2 separate regions of the Zea mays genome follow, and region 1 is linked to region 2. The links are chromatin contacts, called in public Hi-C maps. All regions are on one chromosome and are shown on one strand. The core of a region is the stretch at or near the end of the contact, and the rest is flanking DNA. Distances in the headings are between cores, read along the strand shown.

Evidence for each region. A called contact is a pair of places that touch in the nucleus more often than the background predicts.
Region 1: a Hi-C map of tassel shows a contact between it and region 2, with 4 times the contacts expected there. The contact joins the promoter of LOC100194072 here to the promoter of LOC542478 in region 2. A contact is called at or near these places in 6 of 25 Hi-C or Micro-C datasets (bundle sheath, ear, endosperm and 2 more) and 1 of 3 datasets of contacts at active chromatin or transcription factors (leaf).

The regions. Positions count from the first base shown.
Region 1 is chr7:166,486,163-166,492,613 of Zm-B73-REFERENCE-NAM-5.0, reverse strand. LOC100194072 reads left to right here and starts at 3,198. Exons shown (of 1, transcript NM_001139128.1): 1 at 3,198-4,599. The coding sequence starts at 3,309. The coding sequence ends at 3,869.
Region 2 is chr7:166,290,018-166,296,790 of Zm-B73-REFERENCE-NAM-5.0, reverse strand. LOC542478 (photosystem II subunit29) reads left to right here and starts at 3,693. Exons shown (of 2, transcript NM_001112032.2): 1 at 3,693-4,249; 2 at 4,374-5,117. The coding sequence starts at 3,740. The coding sequence ends at 4,739. LOC100193314 (chloroplast-localized Ptr ToxA-binding protein 1) reads left to right here. Exons shown (of 5, transcript NM_001138451.1): 2 at 105-375; 3 at 616-832; 4 at 2,144-2,259; 5 at 2,586-3,097. The coding sequence ends at 2,679.

The DNA of each region.
Region 1 (6,451 bases), core at 1,949-4,448, 200 kb before region 2:
GTCGATGGCCGTCTCCGACGATGAAACTGTTGAGATCGACTGCAACGAGGAGCGACGGTTGTGTGGGTTGGCCGGAGACGACGATGAGGATGACCTCCGGGAGGATGCTGCAGCGCTCTTTGGCCTTAGCAGTGAGCATCCCGTCCATGTCGGTGATGAACAACAAGTCGGTGGTCAGGATCAAGAAGGTGAAGGGGACGAACACAGTTCCAAGCATTGTCGTCCTTCTACTTCTGCAGTGTGGTTAGATTTCGAGAAAATTTTCAAAACCGTGAATGGTAAGAAGATAAGGTTTGCAGCTAAGTGCATACATTGCTCTAAGCAATATTCTGCTCTCTCTAGTGGTGGCACTGGCCACCTGACCCGACATAGAGATAGATGTCCCAGGAGGCGTGAAAAAACCCGCATGTCTCAGTCTCAGATATCTTTTAATCCTGATGGTAGTATGCGTAATTGGGAGTACTGTCCTATGGTTGCACGTAATGAATTGGTTCGATTGCTTGCTAGGCTAGAAATTCCTATTAGTTTGGGTGAAAATGCTGCATTTGAACACTACATTAGAACTGCACATAATCCTAAATTTGTGCCTGTCTCTAGGCAAACCACCACCAGAGACATGGTTAAATACTTCACTGACAAAAAGGCTAAGCTTGTTGAGACACTTTCTTCTTCTGATGTTAATTGTGTGTGTTTGACCTCTGACATTTGGTCTGGTAATGCCAAAGAGGACTACCTTAGTGTTGTTGCCCATTACATAAACCCTGATTGGCAACTAGAGAAAAGGGTGCTTGCTTTAGTTCTTATTGATGTGTCACACAATGGACAAAACATTGCTGATCGTGTTGCTGGTGTGCTTGCTGATTATGGCTTGACTAATAAGGTGTTTGCTTTTACCCTAGACAATGCATCATCTAATGCTGCTGCCATGAGGTTGCTTAGACCTATAATGTCACCATATCTTGGTATTGATAATGGGGTAGAATCTGAAATGTTCTTGCATCAGCGTTGTGCATGTCATATAATCAATTTGATAGTTAAAGAGGCCCTAGATGCTCTTAAGAATTTGATTGAAACATTTAGAACTGCAATATCTTTTTTAAACTCCTCTAATCAGAGAATTGCTGCATATAAAAGTTATTGCATTGCTACTAATATTAGGCCTAGAAAATTCCAGTTGGACATGGAGGTTAGGTGGAACTCTACATATCTCATGCTTAAGCATTTGTTTCCTCATAAGATACCTTTCACTACTTTCATGCATGCAAACTATCCTAGGGCTGAAGGTGATCAATTTATTTTAACTGATGAACATTGGGTTGTTGGAGAGAAAGTACTTAAATTTCTTGAGCTATTTTATGATTCTACAGTTGCATTGTCTGGTGTTTATTATCCCACATCTCCACTTATGCTTCATTTTCTTGTTAAGATTGCTATACATCTAAAGAACTATGCTAATGACACTCACATCAGAGGTGTCATTCAACCTATGATAGATAAATATAATAAATATTGGAGGAACATCCCTTTACTTTACTCTTTTGCATTCATCTTGGACCCTAGAGCTAAAATGAAAGGTTTTAGTAGAGTGCTTAGAAGATTAATGAACCTGACAAGTACAGATTATGCTGTTTATCAGGTTACCACTAGAGCTAAGCTTACTGATGTTTATAATAAATATGAAGAGAAATATGGATCTGTTAGATTGAACAGGGTTGTCCCTCCTAACTTGTCTGGTAAGAAACGGTCTGCTTGGGATGAAATTTATGATGATGCTGATGATGTGGGTACTTCTGTTGGTATGCATTCTTTTGCTTCTACTCTAAACATTGCTAGAGATACCTCTGCAACTGCTCTACTGCATGCTGCAAGCTCTTCAGCTTCTACTGCTTCTGAACTCATTTCTTACTTAGATTGTGACACTGTCAACCAATTAACTGATGATTTCAATATCTTGCACTGGTGGCATCAGCACAAACTCACTTATCCAGTACTGTCAATTATGGCTAAAGATATTTTAACTGTTCCTGTGTCTACCATCTCTTCAGAATCCACTTTTAGTTTAACTGGCAGGATCATCGACGAGCGGAGGAGGAGATTGAAGTCTGATGTGGTTGAGATGTTGACATGCATTAAAGATTGGGAGGATGCTCAAGCAAGGATGCAACACATGGTGGATGACAAAGAGCTTGAAGAAACATTTGAAGATCTTTATCTTGATTAGTCTTACTCTCTTTCTGACCATTTCTGTAATGGGACTGTAATATTATGCACCTGGACACTGGACTGGACTGTAAACATTTGAAAAACATTTTAATGAGCTGGGCTGTACTCTTTTTTCCTGTCTAGGGTTTCTCACAAGGGTGAGTTTTACCTAGACAGGTTTTTAACGAGGCAACCATTGCACTACAGCTCATAAAATTGTTGTTTGATTAGTCTCTTACTCTCTTTGTGAATGCTGTTTGAATACTGTTTGAATCTGTTATTAACTATGAAATCTGTTACTCAGTTATGCTGTTTGAATGCTGCTGCTGGTTTTTCTACTCGTAGTGCCCGTGCTGGCACTAGCACTGGCGTGCTGGCGTGCCTGTTGGCACGGCACGACACGGTTAAGCACTGGTAGTGCCGTGCCTGGGCCGAGGGCCCAGCACGCTGGCACTAATAGGCACGGCACGGATCTTCTACCGTGCCTAACCGTGCCGTGTCCTTTCGTGCCGTGCCTAGCCGTGCTAGTGCCAGTGCCGTGCCGTGCGGCCCGGTTGGCCATCTATAAAGCAAAGCATCATCATGCATCGTGAAAGCAAAAGGCGTGCTCCTCCTCTTTACATTTGGTAAAGAACACGACCACAAAATGTATACTAGTAGCAGTCATGGAGTATATTGCATCTCAGATCGCACTGAACCAGTGGAAACTAAATGTAGCAAAAGTCAGCAGCAGGAAAAGATAGATGAAAAAAAAACAAAGAGGGCTGCCTGGAGGTTAGGCGTGGGCGCGTAACACACACATGGCAGCTAGCCGGCGACGATCCAAGAGCGGGTGCGTGGCGACAGGCTGGTACCCTGTTGCCGTCGCCTCCGCCATGTTACGTTCCACCACCTCTCCTCTCCACTCCACCCACCCAACAGCTGCCCCCACCAATCACATCACACCCAGACACCTCCTACTTATCTTGCGCGCCAAGGGCCAGCGCGCGAGCGACCTCACTTGATCCGCTCCCTTCGCCGCGACGACGTTCCTACGCAGCTGCGGTCGACGCGCGCACGGCAGCTCGCTCGCTAGCTGATCACGACAGCTCGCTCGGCTCGACCGAATGGCGCCGCGGCTGCTGGCGTGCTTCGGGCGCGGCGTCGCGGCGGCGCCGGACGACGCGACTGGCGAGGGCCAGCTGGAGGCGCCCCCCGCTGGCCCGGTGCTGGTGGAGCTGTTCGGGTCGCAGGGGTGCGGGGCGTCGCCCGAGGCGGACGCCGTGGCGGCGCGGCTGGCGCAGGACTCCGGGTCCGGGGACGGCGCCGTCGTGGTGCTGGCGTTCCACGTCGACTACTGGGACTACCGCGGGTGGAAGGACCCCTTCGCGTCCAGCGCCTGGACCGTGCGCCAGAAGGCCTACGTGGAGGCGCTCCGCCTCGACACGCTCTTCACGCCGCAGGTCGTCCTGCAGGGCCGCGCGCACTGCGTCGGCACCGACCAGGACGCGCTCGCGCTGGCCGTCCGCGACGCCCCGCGCTACCCCGCGCCCGCCATCAAGGTACGTACGTACGTATGCTGCGTAAAATTGCATACTTCTTGCACAAACTGTTTAGCTAACTGCTCTGCAAATTTAAGAACCAAGACAAAAAAAAAACCCTGGATATTCCAAATGCTGTTGCTGTAGAGCGTCTCATGATCGCCACTACTATGCTTACGCTGGATCGGCAACCAACAGCGATTCAGATCTGCCGTAACCGGATCGCCCGTAGACGCTGGGGGCCTGGGGTGTCACTGTCACTGTAGACTGATGAGCGTGATTGCGTGAAGCCACGACCTGACCGGATCGGATGCGCGCGCGCAGGTCACGTTCCAGCGGCCGAGCCCCGCAACACTGCAGGCGTCGTTCACGGGCACCCTGCGCAGCCGCGTGGAGGGCCCAGGCGGCGCGAGCGTGCTGGTGGCGCTGTACGAGAGCGGGCTGGTGACCGACTGCGGGCGCGGCGAGAACAAGGGCAAGTCGCTGCTCAACGACCACGTGGTGCGCCGTCTCGAGAAGGTGGCCGCCGTGCGGGAGGGCGCCTCGCCGAAGAAGACCGTGTCGGGCACCGTCCAGTTCCCGCTCTGGGACGGCTTTCGCGCCACCAAGTGCGGCCTCGTGCTCTTCGTCCAGAACGCCGCGCTGCAGGTGCTCGGCGTCCAGCACTTCGACCTGCCTGACAACGTCTGAGCTCGTGACGCGGTGGGGCGCGCGCGCGTTCCGCGTTGGCTGCCTCCCTGCGGCGGGCGTCACATTCTTTGTATCACTGTATGTAGTACATCACTGGATGGTATTTAGATGGAAAACCTGAGTATTCTTTATCTCCACGTATGTTCTTGTTCTGCATTATGGCAATGGATCTTCTGTTTTGCACACTAAACTTATTGTGTGGTAAAGTGGCCGAGTGTTTGAGTGAGGGGGAGGTAAATGGTCTCTCTGGACTGTGATCTACATACCTTACCTAGAAAAGACACATCTGCCTCGAAGAAAATTGGTCCAAAAAGGCAGGAAATTCAAAGATGGAATTAGTTAATCAATAAAACGATTTTTTGGGGATAGTAAGAAACATAGGTTTCTTGCTGAAATTGGTTTGGAGGAATTGAAATTTACTTAATATAGTAGCCTATTTGGGTTGGAATTTGACATGCCATCACTTTTTAAAGTTCAAATATAAGATTATCTTAAATTTATAGGGTGGAGGGATGGAAATTGATTTTATGTAGGCTATATTTCTAATCTGCAATTTGTAACAAGCTCATCGACTCGCTCCTCTATAGTTAAAATATAGCACATAAATATCTCTCTTATATGGTCAACGGTAGTATATACATATATTCCGCATAGAACTATATTAGTTTAATTGATCTAGGTCTAAATTATGATTATTAGAATAAAATTTAATTTCAAAGATTCAAACGGGGCTAGAGAAAGACCTGATTTTTATTGTCTTGCCAGAATCAGAGAAAGGGAATGTTCCACAAGTTTCTTACAAGTTATAAGACCTTTGCAGAAGTAAACAAGTTGTTCGCTTAATTTTAATTCGAAACGCTTCTATTGTTTCTACATACTTTTGTCTTTATGAATTACGGCCGGAGAACTGGCTTTAATTTGAAGCAAACAACTTGAAAGATTATGTGGGGCATTGTAAACCTCTTCAGGACAGATCTATTGGTATTTTGTTAGGGGGCAATTGACGTACTTCTCATATAGGAAAATAGAGAAAGAACAATACTTTGTTAAGTTTAAACTTAGAAACAAGATGGATGCATGGTTTTAAGTGGCTGTTAGTGTTGGTTTATGGCGTGGCACAACCACAGCATAAAACAAGTTTTTTAACTGAATCGGTACACTTGCTTTTTTTACTGTCAACGGAGGGGAGAGGATCCCCACCTTAAATTCATTGCATAAGGTCATCAATTGGTACATTTCAAAGAAAACCTTCCTGCTTTAACAGGGGGTGATTTCAACATAATTTAGAGACGTTCAGAAAAGACTAATTCCAACTACAGTGACATATGGTCTTTTGTATTAATACAATACTGTCGGCGTTTCGAGACCGGGGGGTCCCTGGACCGACGAGTAAACTGTCGCCGCGTGCCCCAGCCCAGATGGGTCGGCGCGAGACGGAGCGCGAAGGGGGGAAAAGGCAGCCGGAGAGAGAGAGGTGGAAATCCCACGGCCTTCGTGTTTGTCCCGCGCCCAGGTCGGGTGCGCTTGCAGTAGGGGGTTACAAGCGTCCACGCGGGAGGGAGCGAGCGGCCTCACGCGAGCGCCTGTCCCGTTCTCTTCCCCGCGCGGCCAACCCCCTGTAAGAGGGCCCTGGTCCTTCCTTTTATAGACGTAAGGAGAGGATCCAGGTGTACAATGCGGGGTGTAGCAGAGTGCTAACGTGTCTAGCGGAGGAGAGCTAGCGCCCTAAGTACATGCCATCATGGCAGCCGGAGAGGTTTTGGCACCCGGTTCGTGTGGTGTCGTAGCCGTCGGAGGTGCGCTGGAGCCTGGCGGAAGGACAGCTGTCGGAGCTGTCGAGTCCTTGCCGACGTCCTCTTGCTTCCGTAAGGGGGCTGAGAGCCGCCGTCGTCATAGAGCGTGCGGGGCGCCATCATTGCTTGTCTGGCGGAGCGAGCCAGATGGGACGCCGGTCTTGTTTCCCGTAGCCTGAGTCAGCTTGGGGTAGGGTAATGATGGCGCCTCCTGTTGACGTGGTCGGTCCGTGCCCTAGGTTGGGC
Region 2 (6,773 bases), core at 2,444-4,943:
GGATGCCTGGATTCAATGTATAACATCCTGTTTGCGTAACTAGCATAGTACAGATACAGAAAGTTATTGGTGCTCCTTTCTAATACGTTCATAATCTTGTACAGATGTCCCACCCACTGTCGCAGAAACAAAACTGAACTTCCTTAAGTCATACAAACGCCCAATCCCAAGCATTTACAGTGCAGTCTTACAAGAACTTTTGGTGCAGCAACACCTGATGAGATACAAAAAAACCTATCAGTATGATGCTGTGTTTGCTCTTGGCTTCGTCACTGTCTATGATCAGCTCATGGAAGGGTACCCCAGCAATGAGGACAGGGATTCCATCTTCAAGGCATATATAACAGCATTAAATGAAGATCCTGATCAATACAGGTGCTTAGAGAAAAAAAATAGTACTGAATTATTTGCTTTACATCCATTATATTTCTGACTCACGCTAGTTAATGCTACATTTTTTGGGATTCACTAGATGCTATGCTTTTTGGCATTAATTAAACGTTATGTATTTTGTGTCACTAGTTGGCAACTTGGCATTATAAAGTTTCTTTTGCCAGAAAGTAACGTTTTCTATTTTAAACTGTCCTGTTAAGTGTCTTTTGTTTCACTATACAGAGCTGATGCACTAAAGATGGAAGAGTGGGCACGTTCCCAGAACGGTAGTTCCTTAGTTGATTTTTCTTCCAGAGATGGAGAAATCGAGGCTATTCTGAAAGATATATCAGAAAGGGCCAAGGGTAAGGGAAACTTCAGCTACAGCCGATTCTTTGCAGTTGGCTTGTTCCGTTTGCTTGAGCTCTCAAATGCAACGGAGCCAACAATACTAGACAAGGTTGTTCCTTCCCTCATTAATTTGTTTCTGCCTTTCTTGTCCTGTGGTCAAGTTTTTTTTGTTTTTGCATTTCTTGTTTGTTGTATGTGTTCTGAATTATGCTTCCTATTTCGCCTACAATTTTATTTCTGAAAACTTTTACACCCCCCCCCCCCCCCCCAAAAGTCTAAACCACACCAGTTGCTGAAACTGAATGTAATATTCAGTATCCACAACTGTTTTAGGTAGAAAAGCATATATCAAACTATAATTTGAATTCATTTACACTGGCCTGTTCAATGTTTTTCTCCCGGGATGGAGATTGTAAATATATTAACCAGTATAGCACTATAGCATGTGATTGTCAGTATGAAGTTGAACAGAATTTTTTGGTGTTTCTAACAAAGTAGAAAATAAAATTTTGGGTTCAAATAAGTCTGCTTGGTAGCTTTCTCAAGGACTTATTCAGATATATGTGTTGGCAGACTCATGGAAGTTGGGTTTCAATCTTGAAATCTCATTTGACCTAGACATGGTCTGGTCTGCCCTTCTACCCAGTACAGCACGGTAGACTTGTAACTCATTTTTTTTTGCTCATAATGTTTTTGGCTGGCGCTTGGGAATATGATAGATTTCCATTCAGATATAAGCTGTCATTCAACATATGCTTATCTTGGTTTATATTTTTTTTAGATAACCAATGGAAGGAACAGCTTTACTAGCTAAATGAATTAATATTTAGGTTGATAACTCTTTCTGCACTATTAAATTGAAAACTTCGAACTAGGGTATAATACCCCAAAAAAAATGTGCGCAACATTTCAGCACATTTGGATAAAGTCATTTTTGGCGAAGTATAACAAATATTTTGGCAAAACATTTGAGAAGTGTAGGTAGTGCTTGGTATTGACATCAGACTTAAATGCTATTTAACTGTTACAATGCTAGGACCATCTTCAAGAGTCTAAAATTCACTCTCTAAATCATCATTTGAAGATGAGGGGATTTTTTTTTTTTTGACCATAGCCTGAAATTCGCTCCCACGGGGAGTCGAACCCAAGACCTCAGGAGTGCTGCTCAGACCACCTAACCAACTCGGATAGAAGTCCTTTCGCTATCCTGTGCGTACTCTAGAGAGCTATTCTCACTCTCTATCTTTAGCTAGCGAGAAATTCGGAATAGAGGATGACCACATTTGGATAACTAATTAAACAAGCTGTTGGAGGGTATTTTTCTATCAAAATTTCTTGTCCTAATAATTAGGAATTATATAGTCTTCTAGACTTGCTCTAATATTGGTAATAGTCACTGATTTTATTTCTTGATCCATAGCTTTGCGCTGCACTAAACGTCAGTAAAAGAAGTGTGGATAGGGACCTTGATGTTTACCGCAACATACTCTCAAAGTTGGTTCAAGCCAAGGAACTTCTCAAGGAATACGTGGATAGGTAATGCACACATATGCCAGGAACACATTATTTTTTGTCACCTTTACTGCCATTTAAGTCTGAATGCGTTCAGTAAATGATTCTCTGCTAACCAATTTGAAAGGTTTATATTTTGAATTAAATGCTTCAAATGCATGACTTCATCAGTAAAATTTACTCCCTCCTTTCTAAATTATAAGCCGAACTGTTTTCTGTAGGTGAACGACTCATAATTTAGAACAGAGAGAGTACCCTTTTGTCCAATTAAATTAAATCACTCCTTTTTTTTACTAAGTGCTGTCAAAAAGTTGAGTAAAACTTGTCCAATGTAACCGTCGTACTTGCAGGGAAAAGAAGAAGAGAGAAGAAAGATCGGAAGCCCCGAAGCCGAACGAAGCTGTCACAAAATTTGATGGAAACCTTTATTCCACAAGGCATTAGAATCAGCCCTTTGCAGAGGAGAGTTTCCCAGGATAACAGAATTAACAGTAACATCTGGACCGTGTTGAGAAACCACCAAATGTTCCCCTTTCATCACAGACGTCTTTGGCTGCTCGTCTTGTGATGTAGCATTCTGCCGTACAAAAGGATCCAGATTATTCTTACTACTGGACAGATATTTGTATTTTCTCATATGTCTTGAAATCAAATGTATACATTTTCTGTGTGTAGGGGTCAATGTTACTCAAGCAGAGAAATATAGTTTTCTCTTTTGTATTTAAATTCAGGTAATTTGGGAGGCCGTGTTCACTTATATATAATATAGTGTGGCAACCATGAAAACAATTGGTGAAGTTCTTTATGTGAGTTTGTATGTACCGGGCTCAGCACTGAAAAATATCTGAGGTTGAAAAGTCTTAACAGCCGGCTTTAATTCGTAACGAGCAGTTTATACCGTTTTGCGCTGCATTCACCTTCGTGAGTCCGGACCCCGGAAGACAGGAACTGTAGCCTTTTTCCCTTTGCTAGCATGAATATGAATAGAATAACACGAATTTAACATCAATTCAGCTCATATTGGAACAATCTACGCCTAAAATTTAGTGGAACACGTTTTGCTCATTTTCCTTGAAAAGCAACAGTGAAGCAACATCGGTAAAGGTTCTTTTGGTTGCCTCTAACGGTCTAACCTGAGGATTCAGTTATAATCTGGAACATGACAGAAACAGAGCCTCGCACCCGTTTTGGGACCAAAACCACATGATCGATCTCCAAGAAGATTATTTTGGACAATATTTTTCCAGCCACAGGCAATCCGAAGACCACAAATCAGAGGCACTCCAAATGCAGCCCATCCATTGGACCATACAGATAAGACCCGGATAAGGCAGAGCCCATCGTGACCGTCAAATAGATCACGTCCGGTCTACGGCCGTCCGATCTGCCACCCAGAGATAGCACCGGGATTTCCTATAAGCACTTTTCCTATTTGTAGCCCGTGACGAGCCCAGCGCCACACACCAACCTCAGCACACCAAGGAGAGTACGTGGAGGAGCAGCCATGGCTTCATCGGTGGCCGCCGCGGCGAGCACATTCCTGGGCACCCGCCTGGCGGACCCGGCGCCACAGAACGGGCGCATCGTGGCCCGGTTCGGGTTCGGGTTGGGCGGCAAGGCGAAGCCTGCTCCGAAGAAGGTGGCGAAGACATCGACCTCCTCTGACCGGCCGCTGTGGTTCCCCGGCGCCGTGGCGCCCGACTACCTGGACGGCTCGCTGGTCGGCGACTACGGGTTCGACCCGTTCGGTCTCGGGAAGCCCGTGGAGTACCTGCAGTTCGAGTTGGACTCGCTGGACCAGAACCTGGCCAAGAATGAGGCCGGCGGCATCATCGGCACCCGGTTCGAGTCCTCCGAAGTCAAGTCCACCCCGTTGCAGCCCTACAGCGAGGTGTTCGGCCTCCAGCGGTTCCGCGAGTGCGAGCTCATCCACGGCCGCTGGGCCATGCTCGCCACCCTCGGCGCCCTCTCCGTCGAGTGGCTCACCGGCGTCACCTGGCAGGACGCCGGCAAGGTACGTGAATAGCTAGCTATTAAGCTATGCATGCATGAATCCATGGAGTTCGTTCTCGATCTGCTCTCAGACGATCTAACCAACCTGCGAATTAATGTGACGGCCGGCGTACACGTACGTGCAGGTGGAGCTGGTGGACGGGTCCTCCTACCTGGGCCAGCCGCTGCCGTTCTCCATCTCGACGCTCATCTGGATCGAGGTGCTCGTGATCGGCTACATCGAGTTCCAGCGCAACGCCGAGCTCGACCCGGAGAAGAGGCTGTACCCCGGCGGCTCCTACTTCGACCCGCTCGGCCTGGCGGCCGACCCTGAGAAGAAGGAGCGGCTGCAGCTGGCGGAGATCAAGCACGCGCGCCTCGCCATGGTCGCCTTCCTCGGCTTCGCCGTGCAGGCCGCCGCCACCGGCAAGGGGCCGCTCAACAACTGGGCCACCCACCTGAGCGACCCGCTCCACACTACCATCTTCGACACGTTCGGAGGGTCCTCTTAAGCCCGCCATTGCTCCGCCCCGTCCATCGACCGGAACGTGTTCTTGGATTAATTAACTACGATCTCTATGAGCCTGGGGATGGATCAACCCGTCGTGCGTGGTCTCGTTTTGTGATGAGTGGGAGAGAGAGGATGACAAGATCGATCCTTTGTTAATGGAGATCTCGTTAATTAGGAGAGCTACCGCTGGGACTTGGTGGTTTGTAATATATGATCCAACCAGTGATGAATCAATGCATTCACTTGTGTACACATATACATATCTACCTTGCAGATTGAGATGACCGAGGATACATGATGCACTATGGTTAGTTTTTGTTAGATCGTGCGTGCGTGTGTGGCCTAAATGAATGCACGTAGTGACGATGGGAGTTTTTAGTCAATCATTTATCAAATACTCCTAGGTCCTACCTAGCAAATCTGCAAATGTGTTCGAATGCCAAAGGGACGCGCATGAAACGGAGAAATTTTTCGTGCAGAGCATCCTCCTTCTCGTAGTGTTGCAAAGTGAGAGTGCGATGATTTTATCATCTCGAACAAAGACTTTGCCCCTGAGCCCTCTTGGTTTCGGTTTGTGCCGTTGGCCTGTGTAGCTGCAAAATTGTAACTCACGGGCCCTGCGTTATTGCTGTTGCTGGTCTTCGTATATATCCTCTCCCCTGTAGTTTCCCTGAAAAACATTGCAACGGGACTTAATATCTGTTCAAGTGGGATTTCATACTATCGCTGAAGTGCGTTCTAACTCATATGAGCATATGAACATGACGTGAGTCCAAGTTACATATATTGAAACACTAATTAGATGGTTCACGAAGGTAGAACTTATTTAAATAGGATCAAACATATTTTAAACTTTTATAATGAGCATCTGAAAGTCCTAAGCGGCTTGCGAGAATGGTGACAGTGGATCCTGCACGTGTCCTCGTGACTTCCCTCATAAGCGTGGAGGACGACAGAATGTAGCGCCACGACGAGTGCCTGCATCGACATTTATTCCCTACCCAATCAAATAACTACAATCTTGAACCGAACCTAACCAATCCTAAATGTACCAAATTGAAAACCTATGTATCTCAATCAACGACCTGACAGGTCTACTGCGCTGACAACTTATAGCCCCGTCTGCACGGACCATCATCTTGATTGCGTCGCTGGCTGCCTACGCGGATGTATCACGTGTGTACATATATACATGTTCAAATGGGCTGGATCTCTTAGACAGCATATGGCCAGCACGGTTTAGCCTGATCCGTTGTCCACCGAGCTCGTGCCACCCGACTCAATCACCGTGCCGGATCTAGGCCTTTGGTGTGGCATGATATAGTCTATTTTTTCTATTTTTTCATAAAAAAGCATATATTATGCTTAATATGAAATATAAAAACATAAAAATATGTATTTTTGACTAGGTAGGTATGAATGTGGAGACAACGATCAAAGTTCAGACCCTATTTATGCATAATTTTAACTTATCTTTATTGAAAACGAGAAGAGAAGGGACGACACAAGAACCAAGAACTCATGCATTATAGGACACTAGTCGGTTGCCCGTGCGTTGCGACGGCTTACAACAATACCCACGTAAACTATCCACCAAAAAATCTCAATATTTTTTATTGATTGTGTCCGCTCTCTATATAATATTTTTTGATTTGCCTAACTGATGTTATTGTTTACTCCATCCAATATGTCTTGGTACAATACGGCCAATGAAGTGAGCGATTAGAAGAGAGTTCACAACGACTGACTAAACGAACAAAAATTATAAAATGACATAATTCCACTATACAGAGACCAGATAAGAGAAAGTTTGTGAGCTCAAGTTTCTAAAATAAGTCACATGAACTCAAACTTATAAAAAAGATAGATCAAAATATGGAGTTGTTAAAGTCAGACATCAATAAAAACTGGATGCACTCTATATAAATATGCTACTTCGTAGCAATTACTAACGTTTAAAATCAACAAATAACCTTTCATTTTATTGTTAGTGTGACAAATCATTGTTGCTCCACCCAATTCAGCAACTTCAAAC